Regions from separate parts of the Pan troglodytes genome. Here region 1 is linked to region 2. Evidence: chromatin contacts called from public HiChIP or PLAC-seq data. All regions are on one chromosome and are shown on one strand. Each heading gives the region's core, a stretch centred on a gene start, on an enhancer-like site or on the middle of the called end of the contact. The rest is flanking DNA. Distances are from core to core; before and after follow the strand shown. Region 1 holds the start of LETM2 (leucine zipper and EF-hand containing transmembrane protein 2). Region 2 holds the start of BAG4 (BAG cochaperone 4).

Region 1 (2,747 bases), core at 53-2,552, 210 kb after region 2:
TTAACAGTGGATCTATTTGGTTATTAGCTGAAAAATCCTTTGTGGATTAAAAGCAGTCTGCATTTTTTACTGACGTTTAATACCGCCATCTTCCATTCTTAAAAATGTGTAGCCCAGATGAGTAAAGTCTGTGGTCAGCTCACATATCAGGAGACGTATTCGCCGTGAGAAAGCGATTCCTTGCTGTATGGTGGTCGAGTAGAGCCACTAAGAAAAAAAAAATTTTTTTTTTGAGGTGGAATCTCGCTCTTGCCGCCCAGGCTGGAGTGCAGTGGCGCGATCTCGACTCACTGCAACCCCTGCCTCCCGGGTTCAAGCGATTCTCCTGCCTCAGCCTCCAGAGTAGCCGGAACTACAGGCGCACGCCACCATGCCCGGCTAATTTTTGTATTTTTTTTTTTAGTAGAGACAGGGTTTCACCATGTTGGCCAAGATGTTTTCTGTCTCCTGACCTTGTGATCCGCCCGCCTCGGCCTCCCAAAGTGCTGGGATCACAGGCGTGAGCCACGGCGCCCAGCCTAAGTAAAAAAATTTTTTTAACTCTTTCTTCTGGAGCCAGATAAAATGGATGGGAAAAGATAACTGGGGAATGAGAATATTTCTAGATGTTTCATTTTCCCAAGATGGCTCAGTTGGCCATCCTAGGAACTGAAGTGCCCTCAAACCTGCAGTGTCTGTCATTTCACAGCTACTATAACATACATTTTATATGCTGAGATTTCTACACAAACTATTAATCACAAACAACACTTGTTAAGGGACCATTGAGAAAGCAAATATTTTTAGTAGAATACAGATTTCCATATGAAGATTTCACAGTATTCCAGCCTCTGGAGAGGAAGGGAGAGGAATGCGCTCCTTCCGATTCCCGCCCTTTCTGCGACACCATCAAATCCTCTCAGCGCCCCTCAGGCAGTTCCGGATTTGCAGGGTCCGAGGGAGAATACATCAAAGTGATGTCATTCATGACTCCGAAATGGTTACCATGGCGACTATCAGACATATTAAGCTGTCAGGGCAAGAGCCTGTTTAATCCAGTCTTCAATCACGGGTTTCCTCGGGCGTTAGCCACTGCCTGCGGAGTGTGGACTGGCAGAAAAACGTCACCTTCGGGCCCCCCAGCACCAACGCGCCTTAAACCAAGCCCCACAAAGAAGTCACTTCGGCGATGGAAACGCGACTTTGCGGCTTCCTGGGCTGCTAAGGTGAAGGACGCCTGCCCTCCCCAGAACTTGAGAGCTTATTGGTTGGCGATGTCGTCACTCAGAGTGACGTCAGGGGCGAGGAAAGAGGCGGAACCGTAGAGACTTGGCTTCGGGCCCTTCTAGCTTGGGGGTCCCGGGAAGGAGCTGGGAGGACCTAGGCGGCCGTTCCGCGGAGCCCGGCCGAGGAGGTAGGGGTGGGCAGGCCCAGCCCTCAGGCCGCGACCTGGTGGGCCGCGCTGCCTTTTTTTCCTCCGGATCCCGCTCGGTCCGCATCCTGCTCCTCTCATCAGAGCACGATCCAGGCTTCTGACAGCTTCCAGTTCCCACCGCGCTCTCCTCCGCCCACGACCTCATCCCCACCAGTTCCCCAGCACAGCGCGAACTCTGAAGCTCGGCCTCTCCTCCCCATTCCCCGCACAGCGCGCTCCGTCCTTTTTTCCATCCTAGGCCCTGCTTCTTTCTCCTCGGCTTCATTTCCAACAACCCCGATCATCCACGAGGGTCGTCGTTCCCGTGCCTGTCCCACCTCCGCACCAGAAAACCAAAGCATATCCCCCAGACCCCGCCGCATGCAGGCCGCGCACACATCAGGCGCGCCGAAGCCGCCGGGCGAGGAAGCCGAGGGCGCGTTTTGCTCCCGTGTGGTGATGGGCAAAGCCGAGGGAGCCCGGGAGCAGCGGGCGTGGGGCGGCGCCAGTGCGAGTGCGAGCGGTGTCCGCCGCCCGGGAGCGCCCGGGCCCGAGCGGATTAACCGCCGCCTCAGGTGTCGTCTCCTGCCCGCGAACCACCATCCACCGTTAGTGTGGGTCCACAGGTTTCGAGCCCCTGTTGAAAATGTCAGCTCTGTGGCTAAGGTTTCTATTCAGGAGAGCTCCTGGAACTCTTTTCCCAACCACAAGAGAGCAAAGCTGCCATTGGGAATGCCAGCTCTTCTGCCGTTCCTCGCGGCCCTTAGCAGAAAAGCGCCCCTGGATGGAGAAGGGTTTTGGTGAAGGTTATTTACAGGTTCAAAGCTCAGTTTGGGCTCTGGAGAATCAGTAGCAAGGGAAACAGTTTTACTTCCACTTGAGCGATTAGTAGGTTGCATGTCTACCTTCATCCACTGCTACATAAATTAGATTAGTGGGTACGTCCAATCTTCAGGGTTTGGGACAACTTGCCTAAATATAGAACAATGCTAACTGAAAAGAAATTCAGAATATTCACTTTCTACCTGTATTTTAAGGCTACAGATAGATATGTATTGCTCTACTTTTAAGTACTTGGCAATCATTGAAGTTGCATTACTAGATACTATTGACCAGAAATCAAAATGTCTCTGAAGACTGTACCATCTTCATGAGCATCATCATCTTAGAGATCATTACCGTTTGTTGGAATCTCAAAGTACCATTCTCAAGTCCAGAGCTACGAAAATATCTGATTGTTGGAAATGAGCTTGAAGGAGATTTTGTACCTTAACTATGCAAATGTTCTACCTTTGCAATAGTTAAAAACACTAAAATCCTGATGTCTTTTAATTGATGTATTTTTAAACTACTA
Region 2 (2,891 bases), core at 205-2,704:
TCTCCTCCCGGGTTCAAGCGATTCTCCCGCCTCAGCCTCCCGAGTAGCTGGGATTACAGGCATCGCCATCGTGCCCAGCTAATTGTAGGAACGGGGTTTCACCATGTTGGCTAGGCTGGTCTTGAACTCCCGACCTCAGGCGATCTGCCCGCCTCGGCCCCCCAAAGTGCTGGGATTACAGGCGTGAGCCACCGCGCCAGGCCCGTAAAATGAAATTTTAACCATAGATTCTAAACTGCGTATTCACAGAGTAACTGAGACGATTGCAGCTTGTTTAAAACTATGTGTAAATCATCTTGAAACAAGTTAATGAGAAAGATCACATGATTAAAACAATAAAAAATGTTGCTTGAGGAATAATGCACAGACGGAATTTAGAAAAAAGGAAAGCCAGAACAACTGCAGACGGTTCTTTTCGCTTTTGTATAGGACTGAGCTCCTCTTCCGGACAAAAACCAGGAATAAGGGAGGTCTTCTTAGTAAAAGCAAAAGTAAATTGTCTTAAAAAAAAAAAAAAAAAAAGGTTGCAAGTGATTTGGTCTTTCCAGAAAAGTCAATACCATGTCTAACAGTGGTCTCTACTACAATAACCTGAAGGTGCTAATGACCCTCACAGTAAAATAAGCCAGCAAATGGCCACACCGTAGAGCGCCTACATTTACTGCCAATTAAGTCCAACTGCCGCTGTCTTAATATTTTCGCTTTTTAATGAATCCTCTCTCTAGGTATTCCGATCCATCCACCGGTAACACGCTGATACTTCGAAATACTGCAGGCAGGAGTGGACGGGGGAGAAGCCCCCCCCCTCCCCGGGCTTCTTTCGTGTTCGGGCCTCTGCTGCCGCGACCCACGGAAGCAAGAATGAGTTCCATCGCTTGGGGCTCACCAGCTAGAGGGCTGGCGGAGGCTGCGAGGGGCAGAAGTAGCAGCAGGCTACTGGGTGGGCAAGCGGTGTGTACCGCAGCTGTGGAGGACATCGACGCGGAACGCCCGGATTGAGCTCAGAACACACCGGCCCCGCCCGGGACTCATTCTACAAGCTTCTTCGGAAGAGGCGCCCGCCCGGGAGGAAGGGTCTAACCCCAGGCTCCACCGGGAGGAGATAAACTACTCACTGTCAATGTCCTCGATGAGGCTGGCGGTGCCAGGCATATAGTTCATTTTGAACTGAAATAATGCTGCAATGCACAGCGGCGGGAGGCCAGCGCGTCCAAAACCTCCTCCCTTCTACCGCAGTTGCCGCCTCGGTGGGACCAAGCCCGGAATCCCGACCGAGACCAGCACTTCTGCCCCGGCTTTCAGCCGCCGGGGCCTGCCGGAAGCTCCTCCATATTACCCTTACCCACTTCCTGTAACACGTGCGGGCCCCCAGGAAGAGGCGGGGCAGCCGTACCGTTGGGGGACACCCTTTCCCTGTTCCTGTTAAGTAGGTAAGAGGAATCTCCATTGGATAAATGGCGAGGAAACGTATACTCCCTCTTAAGGAACACGGTGTCTTCCCTCGTCTCCGGGTTCCCGAGACCTCAGAGTCACTGACCTCCGTCCCTCAGCTTTCGGGGTTCCGCAGCAGAAGGGGCGGGCCCGGGCCTGGGATTGGCTGGCGTCGTCCGACCCCCTTCGCTGCTCTCCATTCGCAATCGCCCGCGGGCGCCTGCGCGATGGGTCGGCCGTGGGGAGGGGGCGGGAAGCGCTTCAGGGCAGCGGATCCCATGTCGGCCCTGAGGCGCTCGGGCTACGGCCCCAGTGACGGTCCGTCCTACGGCCGCTACTACGGGCCTGGGGGTGGAGATGTGCCGGTACACCCACCTCCACCCTTATATCCTCTTCGCCCTGAACCTCCCCAGCCTCCCATTTCCTGGCGGGTGCGCGGGGGCGGCCCGGCGGAGACCACCTGGCTGGGAGAAGGCGGAGGAGGCGATGGCTACTATCCCTCTGGAGGCGCCTGGCCAGAGCCTGGTCGAGCCGGAGGAAGCCACCAGGTAAGCTTTGCACCCTCTGTCCTTGCGGGGAGGTGAGGGCCCTTGGGGCTGGGGTTCGTAAAGGATCGGGTTTCATACTTGTTTTCCTTATGTGGAGGAGGGTGTGTTGCGGGGGGTGTTGGAGAGACCGAGACTAAGATCAGAGGTTGGGGGGACATGCTTGTGTTCCCTTTGCCCCTCCTTTTCTGCTTCGACCCCAAAAAATATGTTTATTACCATTTAAAAAAGAAAGATCCTGCGCGGACTTGCTAAGCTTAGCAGCAGGCTGCAGATCTCTCTCCTGGGAGCGGTGCTGGGTAGGGGTGGCACGGATCTGCTGCTCCAGCTCTAGCAATTTATCCTGCGTGGCTGGCAGGCCGGCTCTCCCGGGGAAGGGAAGTGGCTGCAGCCCCCGATGCCGCTCAGGGACCCTCCCGAGGGGAAGGAACCTTTGCGAGGAGGAGGGATCTGGGCATTTAGCTGTTTGCCCCTAATGCCTTGCCTGAGATCGAATCATGAATAATCAGTGTTGTAAAGTACCTTTACGCGGATTGACTGATTTAATTTTCACGGCGACTGCAAGGTAAAATGGCATTACAGCGGCCCCTTTTTTTTTTTTCGAATAAGGAACCGGGGCTCTGCGAGGTTAACTCACTTGCCTAATACACTTGGACCTGCAACATTTTATTCTCCGTTTTCCTGCCGGACATATACTTCTGCTTTGTTAATACAGTCTTCTGGGTAGTGGGTTGTCGTTCTGCGGTGGCAGCATACCTCTGTTCGTTCAAGAATTATCCTCATTTGTTGAAAATGTAATAGTGAAATTCTCGTACATTGCTGGTGGGGATGTAAAATGGTGGAAAATAGTTTGGTAGTTCCTCAAAACAGTAAGCATTAGAATTAGTCTATGACCCAGCAAGCCCACTCCTGGCT

Evidence for each region. HiChIP or PLAC-seq counts read pairs in DNA pulled down with a chosen protein or histone mark.
Region 1: a contact with region 2 is called in an H3K4me3 HiChIP or PLAC-seq map of stem cell-derived excitatory neurons, with 5 times the contacts expected there. The contact joins the promoter of LETM2 here to the promoter of BAG4 in region 2. A contact is called at or near these places in 5 of 7 Hi-C or Micro-C datasets (blood, induced pluripotent stem cells, a lymphoblastoid cell line and 1 more), 1 of 1 datasets of contacts at active chromatin or transcription factors (stem cell-derived excitatory neurons) and 1 of 1 other capture datasets (stem cell-derived neural stem cells).

Annotation. Positions count from the first base shown.
Region 1 is chr7:46,785,559-46,788,305 of NHGRI_mPanTro3-v2.0_pri, forward strand. It overlaps LETM2 (leucine zipper and EF-hand containing transmembrane protein 2), which reads left to right and starts at 1,303. Exons shown (of 11, transcript NM_001280524.1): 1 at 1,303-1,393.
Region 2 is chr7:46,576,032-46,578,922 of NHGRI_mPanTro3-v2.0_pri, forward strand. It overlaps BAG4 (BAG cochaperone 4), which reads left to right and starts at 1,455. Exons shown (of 5, transcript XM_519710.8): 1 at 1,455-1,979. The coding sequence starts at 1,455. LSM1 (LSM1 homolog, mRNA degradation associated) reads right to left here and starts at 1,395. Exons shown (of 4, transcript XM_001170479.8): 1 at 1,116-1,395. The coding sequence starts at 1,161.